Regions from separate parts of the Drosophila melanogaster genome. Here region 1 is linked to region 2. The links are chromatin contacts, called in public Hi-C maps. All regions are on one chromosome and are shown on one strand. The core of a region is the stretch at or near the end of the contact, and the rest is flanking DNA. Distances in the headings are between cores, read along the strand shown. Region 1 holds the start of spg (sponge). Region 2 holds the start of T48 (Transcript 48).

What was found. Hi-C and Micro-C count contacts between places; a contact is called where the count stands out from the background.
Region 1: a Hi-C map of the Kc167 cell line shows a contact between it and region 2, with 3 times the contacts expected there.

The regions. Positions count from the first base shown.
Region 1 is chr3R:28,842,472-28,848,832 of dm6, reverse strand. spg (sponge) reads right to left here and starts at 3,533. Exons shown (of 13, transcript NM_170379.5): 1 at 3,424-3,533; 2 at 2,833-2,884. The coding sequence starts at 2,866. Apc (APC-like) reads left to right here and starts at 4,085. Exons shown (of 4, transcript NM_057804.3): 1 at 4,085-4,273.
Region 2 is chr3R:26,877,823-26,883,995 of dm6, reverse strand. It overlaps T48 (Transcript 48), which reads right to left and starts at 2,262. Exons shown (of 3, transcript NM_001276070.1): 1 at 1,933-2,262; 2 at 1-369. The coding sequence starts at 40. It overlaps ro (rough), which reads left to right and starts at 2,825. Exons shown (of 3, transcript NM_170294.1): 1 at 2,825-3,431. The coding sequence starts at 2,891. It overlaps CG5500, which reads right to left. Exons shown (of 3, transcript NM_143254.3): 2 at 4,160-4,517; 3 at 3,537-3,911. The coding sequence starts at 4,402. The coding sequence ends at 3,651.

The sequences.
Region 1 (6,361 bases), core at 2,284-4,783, 2.0 Mb before region 2:
ATAAATTTCGAGTGTGCGTGCGCGCTGGCTGTTAATCATACGCCGTGTGTCCCGCAAATGGCAATTCATAAATAAATCGTTAAAGACGAATTATGGAAGTACAACTGAAATGGACGAGTGTTCCGTACGCACCACTCGAATCGGAAAATAAATGAAAAAGAAGCGCGCCCGCCGAGCATATTAAACAATGGAAATGAATCAATTTTATGCGCACTCGTGTGTGTGTGTGTGTGTGCGGTTGGTTGTGTGTTATTCTGAAGGAAGGAAGCGCTGCACAAATTTGTGCGGCCAAATGCATAAAATGAATATTAAATTAAAGTTGAAACTGAAATTGCCGCTGCGACAGCGGAATTCGCTGGAAAAGGCAGAAAGACAGCATCCGGTGCCGCAGGCCTGTCCCTTCCCGCCGCTGCCCTTCATCCCCGCAGATTCATTCAGATTTTTTGGCAAAAAGTTGCGTAAACTTTCAGCTTCGAATCTAAGTTCGCCAACTCCCGAATGGAGTGACCCGCATGGCCAGGTCCAGATTTACGAGGGTTGCTCCGCGGAATTGTCACCATTGTGCACGCGACTCACTGCGCAATTGAGGGCACAGCTACAGTCCGACCTCGCTGGATTGAACCTTTTGAAACTTAATAAAAGCTACCAATAATTTCCATTCAGTAGATTCAGTTAACACATTCAGAAGATGGTAATGGATTTTCCCATAGAATAGCTTTATAACCATACTACTAAAATTCCATATTAATATATATTATTTCCTTTATGTAGAGTTTATTAAACTATCCCTAAAGTTTATGAAAGAAATACTTTTCCCAAGTGCTTTCAGTTTCATGTGCGAACTCAATATACAAAAACTGAATGTAAACATGAGTAAAAGCCTGATACATTTGAAAAATGATTCGTCCCGTGACAGATGGTGGTTTCAGCTTTCAAGTTATTGATGTTCGACTGTATGTGCAGCAGGAGCGGTACAATAATTACTTATAGGGGAAGAAGCGCAGAACCAAGGGCTGCGGACAAAGAACGCGCTGGTAATGAAGTCATTGCCCAGCAGTTGCAGTTGGCCAGCACGTGGCGCTCCCAGATGAAAGGACAGAACGACAGGAGGAGGACAGTGGGCCGGGAACCAAGGAAGTAGGTCCAAAGTGTGCGCAAGGAGGCGGGACTGGGCATTGTGCAAGGTTAGGGCGTTGGCTTGCCAGCGCCTCGTATCGCTAATGATGCTAAACCAGCCTGGATCGCTGGATTGCCCGATGACTGACTGACTGATTGATTTGTGTAAACTCTGACCGCTCTCATGTCAATCTCTGCCGGGTTGAATGTGGAGCAAATGTCAGCGCACAGCAGCCAATAGCTGTCGCCACGATTGATGGCGAACTGGAGCGACTGGAGCACAAAAACGGAGCTGTAATGAAGAGTACTTGGATGGTACTGACGAAGACTGCATACCCTTTACCACCAAGATAGAAGCAATATAGAATGCCAAACTGATCAAGCAATATTTATTAATTTTATGGAAACATTTTAGGCATTACATCGTAGGACATATTCCCTTGGGTAGAGCATCCCATAAACAATGAATATTGGTGCTTATCTGGGCGAAGAAAACCCATTGAAGCGGCACAATGAATAAAACTTGGCACAGAGTCTGCCACTGAAGATGCTGTACGTAGTACATCGTCCGCAGCAAATCATCCGTTGTCGTTCGCTGGCTCTTTTATTTTATTTTGTTTTATTTTGTCTTATTTTATTTTGTTGACTACTTCCCTGCCCTGTCCCCGCAGTAATTTGTTAAGCGCTGCCATTGAAGCGAGAAGTGCGACGAATGCGAAGATAATGGAGCATCCCAGTCGAGGAGAAACCAAGACCAGCACATTGTGCTGCCCAAAGAATATCCAAGATTCACTTGTATTATTCGCATGTGTGTTATCACAACACGCAACTTGATTTTCCACGCCGGTTACACAGTGGTAACCGTTTAAATGTAGACTGTGGTGCAGGCAAAAATATATTTGCTGTTTATTTATTCTGCTTAAAGCTTGATAATAGATATAATATTATAGATATAATATATATATCAAGAGAAACCAGCAACATATTCCAAGTAAAATGTGTAACGAGAAAAATAAAGTCCATAGCAAGCAAGTTTCGATTCTTGAGATCTTAAATAGTTTTTACCATGTGCACTGAAGCGTTTTTCTTTCCCATTTCTATATTCTATCTACCGAGTAGGTTTTATATTAGCATACTAGGAAATATAATTAAGATGTAGTTATTTTCAGATCAGAATCAGAGAAACGTTTCAAATCAAAATCAACCATATGAACTTGGACAAATATATATTTTGTCTGCGAAATAAACATTTTTTTAGGTGTTCGTAATTACGAAAGCATTTAAATTGGCAACACCTGGGCTGGGGGGAAATTGGCAACGCGACAGCCGAGCGCTGTGCGGGAAAACTGAGCGCGCGGAAAACTGTGTGTATAAACACATCAAATCGCAGCGCAGCGGCAGCAACAACAAACAGGGAAATCTCTTTGAGATACACTACACGCTGCATGGAAAGGGGGGGGGGGCGGTGCGGTGAACTGGGGGATGATGATGCTACAAACAGTTTGTGTACAAAAATAAGTAGAAAAGTCGCTTTTCCTCCCCGCTCGGTAACGTGCGGGGGTGGTTGGCATGGTATCCGGCGTTTCGCGGAAAAACGCGTGAATCGCCGCAAAAGGCAGCAATAAAAACAAAGGCCGCGCACGTGACGCCCAGCGGGGGGTGGTGGGTAGCTTGGAAAAGTGGGTGGCACACCGCCTACTCTTATTATTTACTCACCAACTCCGTATTTGTTGTTCGAAGGTATCCACATTTTGTCGCTGCTGCTTCGCTGCAAGTTAAGCCGAAAAAATCCAACTTAGCCGGCCACTCCTTGCATTTATAATTAATCAACGGTTTTTTGAGGAAACACCCTTTTCATCGGCAAATATCTGCATTTGAATTCGCATTTATAACGGCCAATATTTATCAACAATTTTTCGCAATAGCACACATACACACTCGTACACATCTACGCACTCAATAAAACTTTCGCTTTTGTTGTTGTCTATCTCCTTCTCTTTCTCGCACTTTATCTTGTTTAATAACTACAACTACAAGCAGAAAATACACTTGCTACATTGTTGTTGTCGCTGGAAGGCAACGATCGCGGTTCCAATTGGCAATGATTACCGCTAGGTGGAAGAAAAGGAAGTGGCTGATTGGGAAGTCTGGAAGTGGTGGCTTTGCTTTTGTTGCCTTTTTCACGGACCCGCGCACACACAAACAAGAAAATCAATACGAATTTGGGACTCCCAGCCGAACTTCCAATTGGATTTCTACACTGTGCGCAATTTAAATTGCTTGTCCCTTGGCTTCGCGAATTATTACCGTTGTTTTCTGCTGCACTTGCAACGCGTTTAATTTTCGCTATTTTTTGCGTTTTATTATTTTTCGCGTTCTCCGCTGCGCAGCTTCCCGGGCGCAGCAACAACAAATATCCGTCCGCCGCTCAGCTGTTTGAAGAACAACAACAAAATTCGGGATTCGTCGGCTTATATACGTTGCAGTGTGGCCAGTTGCTAAGCGATGGATTATTTACTATTGCATTTTTGAGGGAATTTTCATTTTAGCGGTGACGGTCACACCGGTATTTATGGTCTAGCTAAGACCCGAACCAATTCGCAGTTACAGTTTTGGAGGCACATTCATTCAATGTATTCAATAATTTAACAAACAAAACAATACCAAATCCGTTTTAATATGCAGTCCATAGCGTTGGTCTGACTCGGCCCCATTAACTCTATCCCATTTTTTTTTAAATTTTTTCTTTTAAATTAACGGTGTACGTATTACTTAACCGAGATATATAATGAATAAAATATAAGCACTAAATCTTTAAGGTTAGAAAATAAATTGCAGTATAAATATATTACGAACGAAGTAAATATTCAAGCGATATATATGATCCCAAGATATCGCTACATTCTCCCATCCCTAGCAGCTATTTCTTGTTGGTTTTTCGAATTCTCGATATAACAGTCACACTGCTCGCCGCGGTTGGTCGCAATTTTTGTTGATAAGCGGACTCGGAATTTCGGCCGCGCTGCGTATTTGTTTTGTCGCGAAACAAGCCAAGAATCCAAATAGTGGCAATATCTGTGGGCAAACAAGTGATAAAGCGGGAAATGTGTCATCTGGTGGGCGAGGAAGCTGCCGAGAAATTGTGTTTTTAGTCAAGGTACGCCAATCGGAGAATCTCTGGGTTCGTGTGTGTGTGGGAGTATAGTCGCTGACTCTTCCAATTGGAATTGTTCTTTTTGGGCCTGACAATAAAACGCAGAATGTTTACTCAATAAATGCGCACCATATACAGCTGGCGAATACAAATGTGTTTAGCTCAACTTGGAGCATGAGATACTCTTTAGTAGTTTCCTGTTCTCCTGCCGATTCCTTTTACAGGAAAAATCAATAAAGGTCCCAATCAGAACGCGACTGCGCCCTAGTGTGGGTGTGCAAAGTGCGTGCATGTGTGTGTCTATGTGTGTGAGTGCTCCTTTATCAGTTGGAAAACGCAGTGTGTTTCGTTTGTTTCGTTGTTGTTGTTTTCGTTTTAGTTTTCCAACAGCTGCAAGTGATTGTGGCACGCCTAATTGATAACTATTTTCGAGCACTTCCATTCAACTTCACCTCAGCATAATTAATCACCGCATTAAGGAAAATACGTTAATATCGGCACGCTCGATTGTCTTACATGCCCACAAACATGGGAGAAAAGGAAAACACAATTCCACACTGCATGCGCTCGTATTTAGTTTCCCTTTTACTTTTCTACAATTTACATAATCATCATCTCGCGGCGGCAAAGACACAAAACAACCGGGCAGCAAAACAAAAGTGGCGTTCATTAAACCAGCTCATAAATGCACACACAGAAATCATAAGTACATACATATGTACATATGTACAGTAGTTAGTATGTAGTTTCATTATTTAATGTTTTTGCGTACATTTCCCTGTGGTTTGATGGCTCGCGGTGTCATCATCTTTACCGCTTTTCCTTCCCCCGCAAATCTTCCATTCTTTTTTCTTTGATAATTCTGCCGCGAATATTTCGTATGCAAAATGTGTGCCAAGCCAAAAAACCGCACAGTGGGTGGGATGGGGCGATGTGGTGGCAAAATTGGTTATTAGCTTAATGGGAATTCACTTATTGGAGAAATATTTTTTATTTTTGCTATTCCCTTCTAATTGTAATTGTAATTGTACCATTTTTAGGGGAGGGTGTGACGAAAACCACCCTTCAGATCATCAATCTGCCAAAAAAAATATTTCCCTCTTTCAAATATTTCAACCTAGTATTCATTTTATCACAACAAATTACACTTTCCAAATTAGGTATTCATATGTCGGTTTAAAATAACTTTTAAGACCTTACCCTCTATAAGGTGATGAAGCTTTATCTTTCAAAATCCAAATCTGATCCACCCATGCTACACAAATGCTTAATTTATATGCATATTACCAAAAATGGAATTGTTCATTCTCATAATTCATTTAATTATGCAAATATTTGGATATACAATTATCAAATAAACACTTTTATTTATTCTTTTACACCTATCAGTTTAAGTAAGTGCTTAGTAAGTCTTACTAAGCAAGTGTTATTCAAGCAATAAGTCACATTTGTTTTTGAAATCTCGTTATCTCTGAAAGAAATAGAAACTGGGTGACTAAAAGTTTGTCAGTCTGATTCACTTTCTATCCGCTAAACTATGGCACTTGTATTTTATTTCAAAGCGTGGGGTTGTTTCTGTTTTCGCTAACTATGCGAACCAATTTAGTTTCCCAATACAGTTGACTCGAAACGCTTGGAGTCGAATTGTGTCCATTGTGCAGGGCTGATTCCCTTGTGCGACTCGCTGGCCGGTTAATGACACGAGGAGTCGTCTCTGGGGGACCGGGTACACGGCTCTTGGCTAGACAAGTGACGCATATTCTCGCATTCTTTGGGGTACTAAAAGTATCTATGTCGTATCTAGATACTTGTGTTTGTCTAATTCGCGGATCGTTGATTCATCGAATCGCTCTACTCTGCTCTGTTCGTCTTTCGAATTCTTGGCCTCGAGAGCACTGATATCGTGACTCTTGCTAAATGTTAATCGGTGGAGCCGAACTGTGTGCCTTATCAAGGCGGTGATAGTGCCGGCTGATCACATATTTTATATATTTGAGGCCTAGGCAAACAATCGATCGGCAATGATGAACGATGGCCACTGTGTCCAGTGCGGCATTCCAATCGAGTGGCTTGGATGGATGGATGCATTTC
Region 2 (6,173 bases), core at 1,013-3,512:
TGGCAGATGGGCCGCTTTGGGCCACTTCCACCGACCGCATTTCACTCGGGCACTCACTTCACATAGACGAAAGCCAGTAGTCGATGGGAATTATATTTATTATTGTGACGAAGCGTGACACTTTCAATTAACACCGCTCAGCGGCTGCCGCCGAATGCGAAAAAAATGTGTTACTTTTGATCATTAAATTAGTTGGAGTCGGCCGACTTGACTTTGATGGGGCACCGTAAATTCAATTTGCGCTCGACGTTTGCTCTCGTCTCGCACTTGTTACTCTTTTCCACCGCCAATTAGGCAAATGATGTGTGTCGGCAATTAGTGAAACGATCGTCCGTCCAAGTCACTAAAGTGTGTCAGACGTTTTTGGCACTGCAAAGATAAGGGAGCATAAACAGTGCGATTAGTACGGTGCGATTCAGAAGTTCGCATATGTGTGCCAATCTTTATCACTTTGGAGTGGCAGTAGGGAAAGGCTATAAAACAGATTTGGAATGGGTTTGCAAGTATTTTTAGCTTTCCCAAGGGAGCAAGCGATTCCGATTTCCAAGCGGGTTTTTTTTTTATCAAGTTCAAGAGAAATGCATATCGGAATATAAGGAATACTACAAGTTTAACATTCTTATCGCAGTAAAATAAAAATAAACACAACATCTTAAGAAATGTAAAGGTATACAAATCGTAGAATGTTTCTAAACACATATAATATATCGATCTTAAACTATTTGGGTTCCAAACATTTCCTGTCTCAAAGCATTCTAATACCCATGTGCATTCGTCACTATTTTGTTTGCTACCACTTGCATTACTATTCTACACTCGAATTTCTAACGGTAACCGGACAACACACATTGCCAACAGCTGTTAGTCGTTGTTGTTGCGCTGTTAATTGGTAAGTACGCGACATTTCTATCAATCAAACATAAAAGTCCGCGTTCATTTCCATAACAATTTTCCCGTAATATGCTGCGCATGCGCAGGATAATGAAAACGAGCCCACGAGAAATCCCGCGGTGGGAATTAGGGAATCAAAAGAAATCCCACAATAAGCCCCTCGCGAATGCCTCCGCCCACGCCTCTGCATGTGCAAGCGGGATGGCCAGAGGCAGGAAGTTCTGCGTGCGAGCGAGAGGCAGCGTGCACCCTTAGCGCCGCTCATAAATGTCAATGGAAATGAAAAGGCTGATGTTATTGTTTTTTTTCGTTTGTTTTTGGATGGAAAACAGAATGAACAACATGTGGGTTTCGCTTTATTAAACATCGCCTGGAGGAGGAAATGCCGAAGAGGCTCTACACACGACAAAAAATATACAAACATTCTAAAGACTCAAAACACTATGCTTAAATATTTGCAAATTTATTTTAAGGTCTTTCAGCACAATGATGTGATGTATTGATGTATAAATTTAAGGTTACTGTTTGTAATTCATTAAATATGATTGTTTTGCAATTGATTCCAATCCAGTTTGATTACTTTTTAAGTCGAGGTTCATGTCTGAATTTCATTTTTCTGTGCAACCAGAAGGTATTTATAAATTGAGCTCAAAAAAATAAAACGCACGAAAAATGTTCAAAAAATTTGCATATGTCAGTGTAACAAAAAACCGAAATTGATGGATGGAAAAAAGTCGGCGACTGAAAAACACACACTCGCGGGCTTAAGCCAAATAAGCTCTAAACGAAACGAAACGAGTTTTAACAAAATATTTTTGCATTGCTCAAACGCAGCTCAGAGCCGTCAGAGAAACAAACACAAATGCACGCCGGGGCCAAATAAAAGCCATTCAATTAATATCCGGACAGAAAACAACAAACAAAAGTCGCTGCAATTTTTCTGGTTTTATTTGTTTTGCACTGCTCCCATTTTGTGGTGTTTGAGGGGATATGGGAATTCGATAAACAAAATCGAAATTGGCCAAAATCGAAGGGATGTACCTTTTTTTTTCTTATTTTCGTCACCACTTGTTGGTCTTTGTTTATTGTTATTATTCTTTATTGGCACTTTCGGTGGCTGCGACAGCTGCGCGAACTAACGGTACGTGCAAATCGGTTGCGCAGCGCAGACGGATTGGCAACATAACCGTAATCGTTTGTTTTTGTTTTCGTTCTTTCGATCACTATCACTTCATCGATACTTCTTTCCCAAAACAGCACACGTTTACGCACCGAAGTTTTGGGAACACATTATCCATGCTGATATAATCCACGAACTCGACTCGACTCGATTCGATTTGATTCGATCCCTCGCGCGCGCTATGTAAAATTACAGATAGTGGCGCGATTCGGTTGCTTATATAGACTTTTTGCCATTTAGACGGACCGTTTATGGTAGTTTGAAAAATGCATGAAATACATTGAAGAAGCAAATGCTGATTGCCCACCTCTAGGGATCTCGCTCTTAAGGTTGTTGTCCTCGCAAAGCACTGGCGAGGTAAGAAACTTGGCTAAACCAGGGACTGTACGCACACACTGCTTGTATGAAGACGTGAGTACTGCTTGCTTAAGAGTGGGCGGAGCTTATTTAGGCACACTGCTTGCCACCCTTAAGTGAAACTTTGGCCGGAAGTAAAATTAGGGGTTAATTGCACGGCACTTCAGCCAATCAAACCGGGTTTCAGGCCACACTTCAGGTGTTTAGTGGGAAGGGGGTCCTTTTTTTTTATTATTATTATTAGTAAGCAGCATTTTAGGCGCCCCCGCTGCTGCTGTTAATTTTCTGATGTGCCGCGTAATTTGCTTTGTTTTTTTTTTTCACCCAGTTCCTCTGCCGACGTCGACGTCAGGATAAGCGTCGCTTGACCAGCGGAAGTAGAATTATTTGTGGCACTTCAGTCGCTCGCCGATTACCCAAGTGATTAGTTTGGACAGCTAACGCGGCACATCCTCAAACGAAATGCAACGTCACAAAGTTGAGATTGGCTCACCCGACGGCTCGCCGGGCATCAAAAGGAGTGACAGCTTAGATCCCATAGCGAACACTACGATTCTATCCGTGCCGCAACGTCCCTCGTCGCCGCGACAGTTTTTCGAACGTCTGTACGGGCATTTGGAAACGCGCTCCTCGGAAAATGGGGAAATCGACGTCGGAACACACGCCCACAAGCCGCCGCCCTGTGACACGCCCTATCACAGCGATGGAGGAAGCGTCTCCTCGCCAGACATTTCCATCAGCGATGAACGCACCTCGCTAGCCGCATATCCCGCCTACGATTTCTATGGTCACGCCAAGGACTATCCGCAGCATCCTAGCCAGCAGCACCAGCAGCATCATCATCATCACCATCATCCGCCGCAGCTGGTGCACCAGAAACTCAGCTACGTGAGCCCGCCGCCAGCAATTGCCGCCGGTGGAGCTGCGAATCCTGTCCTGCCACACGCATTCCCAGCCGGCTTCCCAAGTGACCCGCACTTCAGCGCCGGCTTTTCCGCATTTCGTGAGTACTTACATTTAAAAAAGAATGGTTTCTAACAATGTGTAGAATATTTGCAAAGCTATGCAGAATCTTTAGAACTACGAAAATAACTTCTTCAGAACCTTAACTCTTACATGTTTATTTTGAGGTTTCTTAGTTCTTACACACTAAGTACAAGAGTAAATTTGAGCTACTACGAATTTGGTCCTAACTAGATATTTAGGTGAGCGGGGATTTGTACTACGGCGGGGGCGAGGATTTCTTTGGCTTTCCCTGCTTCGCTGCTTTCTCCGCCGCCGCCTTCTCCTCCCGCTGCTTAGCCATCTGGCGCAGCTCCAGGCTGAGGAACATCTTCAGGTTCGGGTCGGTGATCTTGCTCAGCACAATCTCTCGCGCCTCCTCATCGTTGTCGCCCAGCAGCTTGGCCAGCGTCTGTGCGTAGTCCAGCCAAACGCAGTTGGCGCAGCCCGACATGCAGCAGGTGGTGGGCTCGGGAGGTATCTGCAAACGATTATATAATATGCAATCTCTTGAGCCACTTTCCTCTTAGGATAGAAAGTTATTTCAGTATTGTGATAACAATTGGATCCTTCGATAATACTGCTCAATAGTTTTAGAAGTTCATAGAACTACACTAAGTTTTGTGTTACAATACTAGATCGATGATCCTTTCTTTCTAATGAACTACAATCTTACCAACTGATATTTAACCTATAATAGCAATGATAACAACTAGCTTACAACATTACCTCTATGTTTCTGAGCCGCTTCCTTCCCTTGGTGGTTTTATCTTTGGCTTTGGGAGTGTCAGTGCCCGTCGTTGTGCTATTGGGCGGACAGCCACTTGCTGCCTCCTGGGCGGCCGCATCCTTGCTGCTGGCATCATCCTGGGAGCTGCTGCCCGACAATTGGCGGGCCAGTGAGGCCCAACGCTCGGCGCCACGTCGCAGGAGCAAGCATCGCGGACAGCTGAAGCCCAGGGGAGCCAACATTTCCGCCCGATCCCCGAAAGAGTTCGAAAGTTACGATTGAAAAGGCCCAGAGGAAGTGATGAGCATTTCACACGCCTGCGCAGGTGCAGCCCAGATGAACTTGGTTCCGCAGGAACTGCAAAAAAAAAAAGTCGGATACGCAAAAAAAAACTGATTAATCGTCAGTGCTGCAATATTGAATATCCCCCACATCTTCGCACCGAGTGCGCTGGCCAGGATTATGTAAAATCAGTTGGAAAAAAATAAACGAAACTAAGGTGGGGCAACCAAGCAATGCCACACAATGAGCTGCTGCTGCTGCTGCTGCTGCTGACCCCCAAATGCAAAGAAATTAGCCAAGGAAAAAAAATAACCGAATGCCAAGAAAAAATTAAAACGCATTGAGCCGTGAAAGTTTTCGTTTACTTGCGGCTTTTTCGTTTGCTCCTGATGAGGTGGCCAAGGTGGCCAGGTGCGGAGATGAGGTTGAGGGGATATTGAAACATGGAAATGCGTCGGCTAATGAAAATGATCGCAGGTTAAGGGTGAATGGGTTAGCCATTCGTAAGCAAGAAATCAAAGTTAAAGACACTTTGAAACCTTTTCTACGAGCAGAAACGTATTCTACATATGCAAGCATTTTTTAGATTCAGAACAGTTGATATATTTAATGCTAAACCAGCTTGGTAGTTACTATAAGTACTTGATCTTTAAATTAACTAACTTACAAGCCAAACTTTTGGTCAATCTCAAAAAAATAACAAGTGTCTGAAAAAATTAGCATTGTAATTGAGCTCGGCAGGAAACCTAAAAAAGCAAACACAAACAGCAAGCGAGGAGGGTTAAGCGAGGAAGACTCATTTTTAGCCACAACAAACCGTCCGAAAGGACACTTGGCTATCGAATTACACACGTGATTTAAAAAAAAAAAAAAACCTTCGGCAAGGATCAGGGAAGAGCTTAAGCCCCTCCAGAGCCATCCGGACTAGGGGTAATCAAGCAAAAGCTAGAGATTACAACGCCCACAAAGCAACCCCTTCCCGGGGAAACCCCCCCTCCCCCCCCCCCACCATCCTAACACCACCGAGCAACTTGTCAGCTTCGCCTTGTTACATCAATTAGACTCTAAACCGCAACATTCACCATGGTGTGGGTGTTTGTGGTGGGTGTTCCTGGGTGGCAGGTGCTCGTTGTTGCAGGATGAAGTGGGGCATAATGTGCGCTTGGTTGAGCTTCATCGTCGGCGACACTGCGAATGCAAACAATCAAACGACAGAATGGAAAACTCGAAAGAGCGGATGATGCCGAGAATTTCGACGAGGATGATGATGATGATGATGGCCAGCCAGCTGTTGGCATTGTTATAACTTTCCCGGATCAGCATAGATTGCCGAAATGAAAAGCGTGGTAAAAAAAAAAACATAGAGAACAGAAACTACGTGGTAAATGCACTTTTAATGTGCACCACAAACGCGACCGACGACGAATTCTGGCAGGTGGGCGGGCGGAGAGAGCAAGAGAGGGAGGACGACGGATGGACCACGGATCGGAGTGGTTAATTATTTGTTTAACTGACGCAGCGACACGCAACCACATTCGAAAACGTTTAGTCCCGCTCATAACTTGATGGTTTGTTAATGTAAGATTAATTTCGCTCTAACATCTCCATTGTGTTGGACATAAACGAAAGTGGGTGGGCTGTGAAAAAATGATGCTATCCGACGGATGTCGTTATTGTACACACTGAATGGTGCGGGGTTTACATAACTAATAAGCTGATTCCAACTAGATA